Linked DNA regions of Sus scrofa: all the other regions are linked to region 1. The links are chromatin contacts, called in public HiChIP or PLAC-seq maps. All regions are on one chromosome and are shown on one strand. Each heading gives the region's core, a stretch centred on a gene start, on an enhancer-like site or on the middle of the called end of the contact. The rest is flanking DNA. Distances are from core to core; before and after follow the strand shown.

Evidence for each region. HiChIP or PLAC-seq counts read pairs in DNA pulled down with a chosen protein or histone mark.
Region 2: a contact with region 1 is called in an H3K27ac HiChIP or PLAC-seq map of skeletal muscle, with 4 times the contacts expected there. The contact joins two enhancer-like sites. A contact is called at or near these places in 2 of 2 datasets of contacts at active chromatin or transcription factors (alveolar macrophages and skeletal muscle).
Region 3: a contact with region 1 is called in an H3K27ac HiChIP or PLAC-seq map of skeletal muscle. The contact joins two enhancer-like sites. A contact is called at or near these places in 2 of 2 datasets of contacts at active chromatin or transcription factors (alveolar macrophages and skeletal muscle).

The regions. Positions count from the first base shown.
Region 1 is chr7:4,541,419-4,545,961 of Sscrofa11.1, reverse strand. All of the region lies in intron 1 of RREB1 (ras-responsive element-binding protein 1), which reads right to left. Among named protein-coding and RNA genes, the nearest start is that of RREB1, 31 kb to the right of the region's middle. Within about 2 kb of position 2,776, at least 67 of the 83 cell types and tissues checked have an H3K27ac peak or open chromatin away from gene starts, as enhancers often do. A contact at or near this core is called in alveolar macrophages and skeletal muscle, where this site is marked.
Region 2 is chr7:4,174,762-4,179,304 of Sscrofa11.1, reverse strand. No RefSeq gene overlaps it. Among named protein-coding and RNA genes, the nearest start is that of LY86, 69 kb to the right of the region's middle. Within about 2 kb of position 2,229, at least 40 of the 83 cell types and tissues checked have an H3K27ac peak or open chromatin away from gene starts, as enhancers often do. A contact at or near this core is called in alveolar macrophages and skeletal muscle, where this site is marked.
Region 3 is chr7:4,224,477-4,229,019 of Sscrofa11.1, reverse strand. No RefSeq gene overlaps it. Among named protein-coding and RNA genes, the nearest start is that of LY86, 120 kb to the right of the region's middle. Within about 2 kb of position 1,994, at least 66 of the 83 cell types and tissues checked have an H3K27ac peak or open chromatin away from gene starts, as enhancers often do. A contact at or near this core is called in alveolar macrophages and skeletal muscle, where this site is marked.

The DNA of each region.
Region 1 (4,543 bases), core at 1,527-4,026:
GAATACGTAAAGCACAGCAGAAAATTGTTAATACATCCCTTTTACCTAAAATACAATTAAATGTGAAAGAGAAACAATGCCAACATATGTGTGTATACATATATATACACCACATATATAATTACAGGGCCCAAAAGAATGTACCTGTGAGAGAAACAAAACAGAAGCGAAGTTTTTAACATTAATGCTATCATTTGGCAAACGACCCTCTTTCAAGAAGAGAAAAGAATGATAACTTATAGTCATTTGTAATGATAACAGCCAAATACTCTAGAAAACCGCATCGTACGGTTTGGGTTTAATAGCTTCCCTTAAAGCCTAAACTGAAGACAATACTTGATGACAAAGAGATTTTGGGTAAAGCTTACGCGATATGATGATCTAGGGAAAAAACAAACTTTTGAACTTCAAAGCCATTTAAAATAAAATTTCAAAGTCACATGGTTCTTTGATATTGTAAAACAAAAAGCACGTATGCAAAAGCCACAGAAACGGATCTCCTCCTTTAATAAAGTAAAGCACTCGCTTTCATTCAGAACCCCTATACTAAGGGCTTGAGTAAATTAAACCATACTTCTGCAACTCACATTTGAAAAGTGTAAGCTGGGTCAAAGAAACTAGTGTGGCCAAAATGGTATTTAAAGCAAAAATCTGGCCTATGCAGAAGGGGAAGGGGGGGGTGAAAAGGAAAAAAAAGGCGCCAGTGATGCCCTCTGGTCGCAGGCAGAGTGGGCTGCAAGGCCAGTTGTATCTAGCAGTTGTGCTCCACACAACAAATGGTGCATTCATCAACTGCGAGAGCAGAGGCTGCTCAGAGGCTGTAAAGTCTGCACACGAAATGATGAGCGGCCGACTTTCCTGTTGTTTCCCAGTAAGGAGTGAAAAAAAGGCCGAATTCAGTTAGAAGCACAGGCTGTCTCTTCAGCTGTGGCAAAATGGTGAGCCAGAGGGTCTAGATAAAGAGGCCCGAGTAGCATCTACCCTCTTTCTAACAAGAGCTGGGCCTGATGATAATTGAGGAAACACCTCTACAGAAGATAATACCGCAGGAGCTGTGGGGGTGGGGTGGGGTAGGGTGGGGGGAGAGCCAGCAGACACCAGAAGGAACGTCCTCCCCCACCCTTGAAACAACATATTCGGCATCCCCAAATCCAGAGCCTCAGACCAAGAGATTAAACGTCCGTTGCTGCATTACCTGTGACATAACCTCTCCTCGGCCTTAACAAAAGAAACATCTGGTACCAGCTACTCAGCATCCCTGATAATTCTGTCAGAGAGCCAACTTCTTAAAAAATTAATTAGTGGCATTTACACCTGCCGGTGCAGCGGGCCTATCAGGGGTCTAGTACCTGGACAATACCTCGCTTAACAGGAAACTCAGGGTTGCAGCAAGCAACCATCAGGAGAACTTCAAGGTTCGTGAATCATTTTCTAACTCTACTTAAAAAAAACATATCCCAGTGGCTCAAATGTATTTGTCCGTCTCATCAGACATAAAGGTACAAGTACCACGTTTATAAATACAATTTTGAAAGCTTTATAAGGGTGTGTGTTAGAATTACCAGGGAAGCTTTTTCAGACTGACAAGCCCCAGTCTCACAACAGACCTCCTGAATTTGAAACCCCTTGTCTTAATCACTGTTTTGGATGCTGCAGCGCAGTGAAAAGTGATCACGAGAAAACACACCAAAAATGAGACAAGTCACAGAGTGGCGGGCTCACCTGAAGCGGTCTGGGTACAAAGCTGCTCATGCAGGAGGGACCAAGGCTCCCAGGTGCAGGTGACAGTGCTCTGGGTGGGTGAGCCGGCCACAGGATGGCACAGAGGCACAGGCAGGGGCCTCCCGCACGCCCACTGTGCCAGCTCAGAGCAGGGCCTGTGGGGGACACAGGGCATACTCAGCCGGGCGCCTGGTGGCAGGTGGCCTTTGGCCCCAGGAGCCAAAAGCTCCAGGGCCTGAAGCAGAGCATGGAGACAGTGCCCCAGCGCAATGGATTCATCACTACGTGACCACACGCCCCTGGGGGGTGGGGGGAGGGTTGGGGACAGGGGCCGGGAGTCTGCCCCCAGCACTGCTGGGAGGGGGGATTTAAAACTGGAAGCCGCGATGGCGCTGCCCCCGGGGCTCCATCCACAGAAGGTGGGTCACATGGGAAACACACAACAGCTGCCCAACATTCTGCAGAAAAGGAAGAGACCAGGCCCAGGCCTGCAGAAGCTGCCCCCGTCCTTCCCCCAGCAACCCGGCTTCCCGCCAACGGCTGCATCCCTCCTCCTCGTCCTCCTCCTCCTCCTCCTCCTCTTCATCCTCCTCCCCCTTCCTCCTCCTCCTCCTCCAAAGGGCTCTGCGGACACTTTTTCAGCCACACGCCGTTCTCATTAAAACGGTAACCGGCAGGTACGCCACCCGGGCAATTACTACAAAACGCGAGTGGGCACGCTCACGCCTACGCAAAACTTCTGGAAACTGAAAAGTGGTCTCAGGCTAAATGGCCTCAAACGGACGCCAAAAAAAGGAAGGAAGCGAGGGCTTCACTCGGGGCGCACACATTTTCTAATCTCTGCCTGCGAGGAATCCAGTTCTTAACAACGAGCTCGGTTACTAAACGGGCTCTTCGAAGGCTCCGGCCCTTCGCGACATCGCCGCCCGGCCGCCGCCGGCCGAGGGAGCGCCTCAAGGTCTTCGTGGAAGCGACGCCGGAGCGGCCCACGGAAGGCGGCCCGAGCCCCGCCTCCGCCCCGCCCCTGCCGCCCGGCCGGCCAATCGGCGCCCGCCGCTCTGACTGACGGCCCCGCCGCCCGCTCAGCGGGCGGCCCCGCGCGGGCGCCGAGGTGGGCGGGGGGCGCGGAGGCCCGGGCTGGACCAGCGCCTCGCGACCCCGCCGCCCAGCCGTCGTCCGCCGGCGTCCCACTGGCCGCCGCGGCGCGACGGGCACGGGCGAGTCCCGGGACGACGGCCGCCGTGCTGTCTGCTGTGCGGACGCGCTTCTGCTTAGACGGCCGGAGCGGGAAGGCTCCGCGGCCCGAGGAGGGCCGGCCACCCGGCCGCCTTCCGCCGCGTCCTCCCAGGCCCCTCCCCTGGGCCGCCGGGAGCCCAGGACCGCAACACATCCTGACCGCCTCGAGACGGCTCCAGGGAGGGGACACGACCCCCGGGGGGGAGCAGTGCGCGCTCCGCAGCTCTGCTGGAGTTCGCACCGATGCCCAGGGGCAGCCTGCAGGGACGGGCAGGAAGAGGCTAATTCTTAGCGTCTTAACAACATGCAGATCCTTTTCAGTAAAAAGAGGCACAAATCACATTCCTATTTTTGGGAAGGAGACACAGGCGAAGATTTTGGAATCTTACATGATTTCTGAGACCAGCATGTTTACTCTGTATTTCATTCTAGCTGACTTAACTGTGCTAACTCTGGAAACGAAATTAGTGATCAGAGGACAAAATCCTAAAGAATCTTTAAGAAAAGGGGAAGAAAGGAAATCCCTGTAAGATCAGACATCTTCAGAATTATCACAACGTATGCTCCAGGACTTTTTTGCTGGGACCTTGAGAACCTTTCGTCCTAGAGGGCAGTCCCGAGAATTTTTTTTTTTTAATGAAATGAAAGAAAACAATGTTTTAAAATCCCTTGCCTTGCCATTCGGGGAAAGCATTGAAAAATCTCTTTTAACCCTAGGACACAGAAAGGTCAAAGTGGCCTTGTCTTAGGCTTGCATAAACTGAAGAGAGAGAGGATACTCAAAGTGGAAACTTGATGTCTTTTCCCTAAATTCTCAGTAATTTCTAAAAATTTAGTATCCGGCGTTGCTGTGAGCTGTGGCATAGGTCGCAGATGGGGCTCGGATCTGACGCTGTGGCTGTGCTGTAGGTTGGTGGCTTCAGCTCCAAATAACCCCCTAGCCTGGAACCTCCATATGCCACGGGTGAGGCCCTAAAAAGACAAAAAAATAATAAAAAAATAATAAAAGTAAAAATTCAACATCCATGTGACCTTGGACTCTCATTTTCCTCTGTCTCTTGCAGTACACTCTGCTAGCCATTCAGCACACTGCCAACCCTGATAAAAGTAGTTAATGTTTACTGAAACCTGCGCATGAACTGTACTAAACCTGATAGGAGTGAAAAGGCAAAGTTCTGTGAACAGCATCCATGCTCAATAAAATTAAAAAAAAAAAAAAAAAAAAAAAGTAGGTTGAGGACCAGGAAGGGAAGAATCTTTTTTTTTTTTCTTTCTGAAATATTTGAACTTAAAATCTCTCACTGATGAATAAGTCACTTATATATCACCAAAATGATGATGTATAATCATTCATCTTTTTTGCTATCTTTCTGGAAAATCTGACATAAATGCCGTTCAACTATTGAACATTTTTCTACACTTTTCTTTCCAGACCTTAAAACTGAAACCAGTGTCTTTATAGCTCTTGTTCTCCCTGACTTTTTGGGGGGAGGCCCAGCTACCTGATCAGTAAGCAGTTTTAATGAGACTACTCTCAAACATTTATTCATTTGAATAGCTGCTTACAAGTTACCACCAAACTACA
Region 2 (4,543 bases), core at 980-3,479, 370 kb after region 1:
CTTAACCCACTGAGCGAGGCCAGGGAGCGAGCCTGCACCCTCACGGATACTGGTCAGGTTCTTAACCCACTGAGCCACGACAGGAACTCTAAAATGGCATTTTTAAGAAAGCAGAACGCAGATGCCTCCTGGTTTATGGACACCTGCCCCCACCTAAAACCAGCCCGCATCTGGGGTTCGGCGTCTGTGGGCCTTTTGCACAAACACACCTCCCCCTCCAAGCTTAAGCCCAGATGCTCAGGGGCCCCTGGTGGGGGGGGGGAGCCCAGAGCTTCCTCCCAAGTGCATGCTCCCCCACTGCTGAGCTCACAGCCACTGTCCCCACCCCCACCCAGGGGGTCTTGAAGGAGGAAGGTTTCACGCTTTGCAGCTGGGTGGCTCCCCTGTGTCAAACCTTTGAATGGTGTCCCCCTGCCTTCGAGGGAAATCAAAATCCTAAGTGGCTCCCCAAATCCGGCCTGGCCTCTGTGTGCCCCCCCAGCTCCCTCTCCATTCCCCCGCCCATCTTGTCACTCCCCCCACCCCAAATCTGACCTCAGTCCAGTCTCCCCCTTCCCCCAACGTGTCAGGCTTTTCCCTGGATCCCTGGTCTCTGCGCAAAATGCCCAGAGTGGGTTTGACTGGCTTTCAGGGAGTCCTGCGAACGTACTGTCCAAACTTCCTTGTTTTGATGGGAAAACACATTCCAGACCAACTTTCCAAACCACATCCGGGGCTGAGGGAGCCGTGAGCCAGGGCCTCCCAGGCTCTGTCACACGAACCCAGTTACACTGGGAGAGTCTGGGCCTGGCGGTTGCCTCCTGCCTCCTGCCTCCTGGGAGACCCTCTTGCAGAGCTTTGGAAGCTCAGACACAGAAGGCTGACCCATCTGGTGCCCCCGTTCAGTCAGGAAGGCATTTGGAATCGATCTGGGCAAAGGCTGAGCTCCAGGGCAGCTGTAAATAGTGCAGATTCTCCCCAGAAGCTGCGAGAAGAGCAAGCAGGCCCCGCAGCAGCCGCCAGGGTCGCCTGGGGCCGGAGCCGGCTCCTGCTCAGGGGCCAGCAGGTGGGAAGTGGTGTTTATGGCAGTGGCTTTTCCTCCAGTGGCTCCTATGAGTTCCCACCTTCTCTCGAACCTTGCAGGAGACCTTTCCTTTCCTGGCTTCCAGTGCGTGCTAGAGCTGAGGCTCGGTCTCCGAGTCGGAAGCCATAGAGGCAAGCATCTCCAGTCACTCATCCCACTCAGCAGGTGACTCTTTTTGGCTGCAGGGGAAGCAGCGGCCTGCTGGGGTAAGCCCTGGATGGTGGACCAGAGTCAAGGGCATCCCAGGTGTACAGACTCCCGGGGGGCGGGGACTGCACCCCCGCTGGACACTCTGGACCATTTTCAGGCAGATGGAAAAGAGAAAACCTCCAGGGGCATCTTGCTGGAAGCAAAGATGTGGCTCTAGGCAGACCTGGTGGGTGTGTGTAGGATGGAGGAGGAGCCGCGTGTGTGTGTGTGTGTGTGTGTGTGTGTGTGCTGGTTCTTTACAGAACCATGGGTGTGACAAGCCCAGGACTCGCTCAGCCTCTGCTGGTGAGTTTTCTCTGTTGTGTGGCCACTCCCTGGGCTGAGTGTCTGTAACCAGTTTCCCAAACGCTCAAGCCCTGTCCTAGGGACTTAACTGTCTGACCTCATTTCTCAGCCCTGGCCCCGCCCACGGTCCGGACTTTGCCCCTGCTTAACACCCCAGGAAACAGAGGCTTATGCTGCTTCTCCGAATCCTCAGGCCAGGTCCCTCTGTTGCCACAGCCCACGAGATCTTCCGCCGTCTTTTGTCTGGGCAGGGACTTGACGGAGCTGGGGGCCGTGTCCCCTGCAAGCCTGCAGTGGATGGAGGAGCCTAAGGGCCATTTCTGTTCTTCTCAATATGTTTTGAGCCACACAGTGAAAGTGGCTGGAGGCTGGGGTTTGGGGACGGGGGGGGACTCCTCTATCTTCTTTCCAGGATCACGTCCACATTCCGTCCGTCTGTGCTCTCACCCCGACTACAGTCTTTGACCCTTGGGGTCAGGTCTGGACTCTAAACAGCTTCCGCAAGCCTCCAGAGCCTACCGCTGTCTGAGCAGGGCCCTAGTCCTGTCTCTGAGAAGGTGGCAAAAATCCATTTCAATCAAACACATCCTGGGAAAGCCCATCAGACCTGTGCTTGCAAGAGGAAGACACGTGGGCATTGCTGCTGGAAAAAACCTTGTCTGAGTGGCTCAGGGCTCGGCCACAGCGCTGCTCCCTCAACCCCACCGCCTCCCAGCTTCTTGTTATTTCCTGCGGAATCCTCCAGCATGCTCAGGCTTCCTGGAGCTGGGATCCGTCTGGCAGCCCCGCTGAGTCCTTCCCCCGACCCCCAGGGCCCATCTGATAAGATAGGGGGCTTCAGTGTGTGTGGGGGGGCGGTGCTTACTCTGCTCCCCCAATGCACAGCTGCCTCCTGCTGCTGGGATGCTACTGACAGAGGGTCTGGCTGTAACGAAGAGAGTCTGACAACTTGTGAGGCACAAACATTCTTTATCTGCAGGATGAGGTTAGTTTCTGTTTGGGGCTGGTGTTTGTGTAAGTAGGAAATCGCTCTCCTAAGAATCAGATTAGGTCCAGGAAGCATCCGCTGGGCAATGAGAAGCTGATGGAGGCCGAGCGTCAGGGTTTTCTCAGTGGTCACGACTGCCACCTCCTGGCTGAGCTTGGGAACTACACACTCTGGACTTCCTGGAAAAAAAGAACTAAGATTCCCTCTTTATGAACTGTGTGTGGTGCAAAAGCCAAACCAGAGGAATAGTCTTTAGAGTATTTATTTATATATTTCACATTAGCAACAATGGTAAAGCAGACACAGAATGAGTAAAATAATGTATGATGAATAAAAACGCAGTAGCCTGTTCTTCCTTGAGACCGTAAGGGAAAGAATTTGTCCGAACAATTTATTGTAACTTCTGGCTCAGTTTCTAAACCTGCCTACTCTCTATACCTGAGTTCTTAGCAAATTTAGATTAATCTACCCATCACTTTTAGAAAATCAGTACAAAATTAAGGACTTAAGTGAAAATTGCCACATAAACAGTTATTGGACCTAAAACATGTCTTTAAATTATGCAATAAAAATGCTAAGATTTGGAATCAGTCCTCATCGTTTGTGCATATTGACTTTATTCTTAGGCTCTTACTCGCTAGAAATTTAAATTCTAAGTCAGGTAAAGGATTATCGTAACACGTGCAATATGCATATGTTGATCAAGGTAGAAAAAGGTTTTCTACTTATTTAAATTTGGGAGATGGTGTATTTTACCTTTAATATCAGATGCACTGGGAGCCACACGTGGGTGATTTCAGAATTATATTAAGTCCTTGTATTAAATCTTTATATTAAGTCTGGCAAATCTTCTCAGAATCCTTTCTCCTCTTACTCCTCAGCAACGGAAACCGCGGCATCTCAGCTGGCCCGTGGCCACTGTGTTAGTCCTGAGAAGCTGGTGCTAAGAAGAGATTTAAGATGCAGGGAATTTGTTAGGGAGAATGTCTGTTAGGAAGGACAGAGGGGCCAGAGGAAGGCTGGGTGGGCCCCCAGACCCCAAGTCAGGTCTGAGCCCAGGTGCAGGAGAGAGGGAAGGAGGAAGGAAGGAAGGGAGGGAGAGAGGTCGGGAGAGAGGCAGGGAGGGTGGGAGCAACTGCGATTACAGGGCAGGTCTAAGGAAAGAGTTTGACAAACTGGGGACCTTGGCCACCTGCACTTTTCAGAGCTGAGCCCCAGTGGCTCCTGTGTCCAGGAGCCCATGCCTTTGTATAATCCCTTCCCTTTGAGAATGAACTGGACACTGCGACTTATTCCTAAGAATGTGGCAAAAGGACAGGATGTCACTTCCTTGATGCTGTTATAGAAGACCGTGGCCCCCATCTTCCTGGATCCGCTCTCTTGTGTCGATTTTGATGGACTAAGTTGCTGGGCTGGAACTAGGAAGGCGTTGAGCCCCTCCTCCCCTCCCCCACCCCTGCCTCCCCTCAAGGCCAACAGCGGACAACCACCAGCAGGGGAGCATGAGGCAGCTCCTTCCCCAGTCAGGCCTCAGATGAGACCACAGCCCTGGCTGACACCACGACTTCAGCCTTACGAGGGGTCTTGAAGCCCAGGAACTAATTAACCCACACCTGATTTCCTGACCCACAGGAACCGTGAGTCAATAAATGCGTGTTGTTTTTAGCCACTAACATTTGGCATAACTGGTTAGGTAGTGCCGGATATGTCATAGAGGCTGCTAGCCAATGTCGCCCACCAGAGACGTCCCAAGAAAGAACCTGCCTTGGGTCACAGCTGTGCTCGGCCTGGGAGCAGCCTGTGGGAAGCACAACCTCACTGCAAATGCGGTGACGGTTCCAGGGCTGGGGCCCTCACACCATGGCCCTCCCTGCAGTCGGAGGTCTGGGGGCCACATTCGCATGCATCTGTAAACACCCAGAACCATGATTATATTTCTCATCCTCGCTCGAAGCTTAGATGGCCTTGGGTTGACTTCTGGCCAGTATGGTATATGT
Region 3 (4,543 bases), core at 745-3,244, 320 kb after region 1:
GTTTGGGGGTTGCTAGCACGAAGCCTAGGTGCAGATGGGCTCACGCAGGCAAGGACCCAGAGAGAGCCCCGGTGAGCTCGTTCTTCGGGGTTTGCGTGGAGGAGGACAGTCTGGCAAAGGAGGCTGAGAAGAGAGGGGAATCGGGACAGGGAAGAAAAATCCAGAAACGGTGGCCCTAAGGGGGCCAGGAGGGGAGAGGGGGTTTCTGTCTTGCACCCAAGCTCAAGGGTCTGGAAAGATGGCTGAGGTAGGTGACATGGAGGCCAGCCGTGACCTTGGCACGAGTGGAAGTCGGATTGGATTGGGTAAATGTTTGGAAGGAGAGAAAGTGGATATAAACTGTGTTGACAGCTCTTTCAAGAAGCTTGGCTGTCGGAGTCCCCACCGTAGCGCAAGGGGATCAGCGGCGTCTCGGGACTGGCTGGGCAGGTTCGATCCCCCCGCCAGGCACAGTTTAGGTGGAGACTGGCCTGGGAACTCCACATGCCGCAGGGCAGCCAAAAAAGAAAAACAGAAGGTTGGCTATAATAGACGAGAGCAGTAAATGGAAGTGAAAAAAACTGTTTTCAAGCTTCTGGGGCGGGGGGGGGGGGGCGCAGTGGAGAGGGAGGGGCAGAGAGGAGTAGCGGGGTCAGTGAGGGACTGAAGCCCTTAAGTCACCTGCCTTTGATGCTTGCTGGGTGCTTCTGCCTTTCAAACAGAAGGGATGCCCACGGCATTGGGTGCCTGCCCATGACGGGCGTCTGTAGGCTTGGTTTGTGTTATTCTGATGAAGTTTGAGTCTAGGTCAGTGTGTCCACTTTGGTCACATTATTAGAATCCCCCAGGGAGCTTTTCAACCTCCCTTATGTCCAGGCTCACCTCGCAGGCTCATTACATCAGAATCTCTATGTTGGAATCCAGGCATGGGGGGGGGGTTTAAAGTCCCCCCACCAGCCAGGCCAGAGCACAGCCCCCGAGGGATCAGGGTCTCTGCTGGAGGTCAATGGGGGGGGGGGTCAAGGGAGTAAACTCTGGGAGCAGAGGCCACTCACCAGTGCTGGCGGCAGCAGCATGAGGCCCTCCCGAGGTGGGTGATGCTGCGGTTCCCGTGCCGACTGTCTGCTTGGCTCCATGCTTACCTCCGCAGAACCACCTGCTGGATTTCAGGTTTGAGGGCAGCAGGTGGTAGAGGCTTTAACTTCCATGCCTCCATTTCACCATCTGAAAAATGGACGTAACGGCACCGCCTTCTGGGATCCAGTGCAGTTCTGGGCACACAGCTTCGGGCAGCTCATAAAAGTCACCATTCGCATCTGCACATAACCCTCCTAGGGTGCGAGTTGGGGCAGCAGTGAGTGAGAAGGATAGATGCGCACTGTACAGACGAGCTTGTTCAACAGGCCGTGAGGACTCTGGAGGGATTTCGGTCTGCGGGGATCTGCTTTTGGAGTCCTGGAGACGGGGGCGGGGGGAGGGGGAGCAGGAGATCTGGCCACTCGGGCCGTCCTCACAGGGCCCCGGTGCACTGTCCTGCTTGGACTTTGTTGCTTTCCATCTTTTCTGGAACATTCCGGCCAGCGCACAGCTTAGGGAGCAGGTGATGAAAGATTAGGGCTCCCATTACCCGGGCTGATGGAGTGGTATCTAGTAAGCGGGACAGGGAGAGCCAGAAGCCTGGTTCTCATCCTCCCTGCTGGTCAATTACCTGACTGGCTACGGTCAGTCGGCATGAGTGACAAGGGGCACATTTTTCTAACTGGCTCCCGCAGGGCCTCGCCATCAGCTGAGAAGCAAGCCTCTGCCGTGAGGTGGGGCTCTGGGCTAGCCACGCGGAACAGGAGATACTTATTGGAGCGGCTTCTTATCTCTGGTGTGCCTTCCTCCAGGGGACCTGTAGTCATTACGGGAACCCTTACTTTGCTAAGTCCCGGCCAGCGACGGCGGTGTGCGACTCTCACTGGCGGCCATCTTGCCCACAGAGACTACAAGTCCCAGCATTCATCGCGCGCGTCCCGGCCACGCCCCCTGCGAGCGGGGAGGCCCGGGCCAGCCCTCGCCGCCCTGGTAGATGTCCTTCCGTAAGTCAGGCGAGCTCGCAGCCTGCCACCCCGGCCTCAACTTGGGTACACGCTTTGTTTCAGTGCAGCGGTGGCGGCCCGTTGGTCCCCGCGGTTTCTTTACCCCGTGATGAGCCAGGAAAAGCAGATCTGCGGCAGAGAGCTGCCCCAGGGCTCATTCATTCCACCATCCACCAGAACACTGGCAAGACGGAGGGTTTTGTCAGATGGGAGCTGGGGTAGTGAATAAAAAAAGTGAAACCAGATGTTCTTCCCTCTGGTTGCTTCATATCCACGCAGGGGCTTGGAGGAGGAGGCCGTAAAAATGTCACAGCCCTTGATTCCTGAGGCCAGATTTACGCTCTGTGTAACCTTCCACCATAAATCCCCCACCTCGCTGGAGCGTCGGCTTCTGAAGGGGCAGAGCCCAGCTGCAGCGGTGACCAGAGGCTGCAGAGGATGCAGAGTGGACGAGGCGGGGGAGCACGGGGGCAGGGAGCCTGGCTGGGAATCAGCGGTTGCTTTTCAAGAATTTTCAAGTGGGCAAAAGATGTTCCAGGATTGACTTGGAGTTTGGCCTTCTTGGGAGATAAGCCAGGCTCTATTTTGCATTTTAGCCTGAAAGGGAACATGATTGCTCTTTGGAAAGTACTGGTAGAAGCAAGAGAACTCAGTAAGGACGGAACCCAGAGAAGCAGGGTTGGTCCAAGTGCCCCTAGGAGGAAGGAGAGGTGGACACTGCCCCAGGAGGGGGCATCCTCCAGAAGCTGGAATGTGCCCTCAGAGCTGCGGGAAGGGGAAGCCCTGGGACTCTGGCTTTGCAAGGACCGTCCTATCTGCCATGGGGGGATGGGCCTGTGGGGGTGGGTCACGAAGGAAGCAACAGCTTAGGAGGCTCTGACCAAAGTCCAGGCAAGTGATGACGGTGGCTTGGTCCAGGTGGAAGCCACAAACACGGAGAATGGAGACTGGGCTCAGATGGGAAGAAGCAAGGATGCCTCCCAGTTTCTGGTGAGCGGCTGAGTAGACAGTGGTGACGCCACTGAAACGGAAGCCTAGAGGAGCTTCAGGTCTGTTGAGGGGATTAAGACTTGGGTTTAGACACATTTAGAAATGCTTATAGAGAATTCCCATTGTGGCTCAGTGGGTTAAGAGCAAAGAACTGGTATCCATGAGAATGCAGGTTCCGTCCTTGGCCTTTGCTCAGTGGGTTAAGGATCTGGTGTTGCCGTGAGCTGTGGTGTAGGTTGCAGATGCGGCCCAGGTCCCCTGTGGCTGTGGCTGTGGTGTAGGCTGGCAGCTGCAGCTCCAGCTGGACCCCTAGCCTGGGAACTTCCATATGCCACAAGTGCGGCCCTAAAAAGAGAAAATAAAGAAGAAACACTTAGAGACACCTCCAGGGATGCTTTAGTGACCTGGTGGGGGTGGGGTCTAGAGATGGGAAGAGAAGCGGGGGCTGGGCTCTTCGTTATGGAAGATACTTAAGAAGATAGGCGTGAAGCTCCTGCTCAGGCCACAGCTGCCCTGTACTAGTGATGCCCTGTACTAGCGAGTGTGGTCACCTCCTGACCTTTGTATAGCTGCCAGCCAGTGCCAGGGGGCCTTGGGTCATGGCTGCAGACACACGGGTGACAGTCCTCCCACCTGCAGTTGGCGTCTCTCCATCTTCCCAGCTGGGCTCATGAGGCCGCCACGATTTCACTGCAGGCCTTCCTGGTAGCTGCCGGCCTCTGGTGGCCCTTCCCACGTGACAGGAAACCTCCTTACCAGCCTGACCCCAGACCAGCGGCAGTCTCCCCAAGTTCTCCATTTCTGTCTTTTTTGCATCATCTGGCTCGAATGTTCTGCTCTCTTAATATGTCTCCAGCTTGTTGACATTTTTACAGTGGGCATAACCTTATTGTTTCATTATTAGTCATTAAATAGGAATGATTTGCTTTTTCGTTTGGGCCATGTGGCTAAGAGTGTTGCACTAGTTTCTAGCACCTTCTAAACGGCCAAGTTCCGATAGCTTGAAACAATGCTTCTAGGAATGTGTCTAAACAGCTGGTGGTCAGGATGCCAGTCAGAGATGCCCACTTGCAAGGAGGCAGGTGGCACCAAACCCTGCTGTTCATGCTTATGGTGGCTGGTTGACTTCTATTTTGCATAGCAATTTTGGCTTTTATTTGTTCTAATTAAATAGGAACAACCTTCCGTTCAGTGAATTCTTCACATAAGATGCCTCAAATAACCCTCCCTTCCCCCGCCTCCAAATAAGGCTGAAAACAGATGCTGTTTGTACCAGAGAGTTAAAAGCTACACTTGTGTGGCTGAAGCCAGGACACATGCACGGGGAACAGCTGAGAGGTTTCTTGTGGTCCAGTGCAGGGGCTCTTGTGGTCCAGGGGGATCTGATTCATCACCCAGGAGAGGCTGGAACTTGTGCTGCTCTGCTTCTCTCTCCCCTGCTGCCCTTCTGATAGGGACAGTTAGAGTAGGATAGTTACACAGGTAGTTGCAGA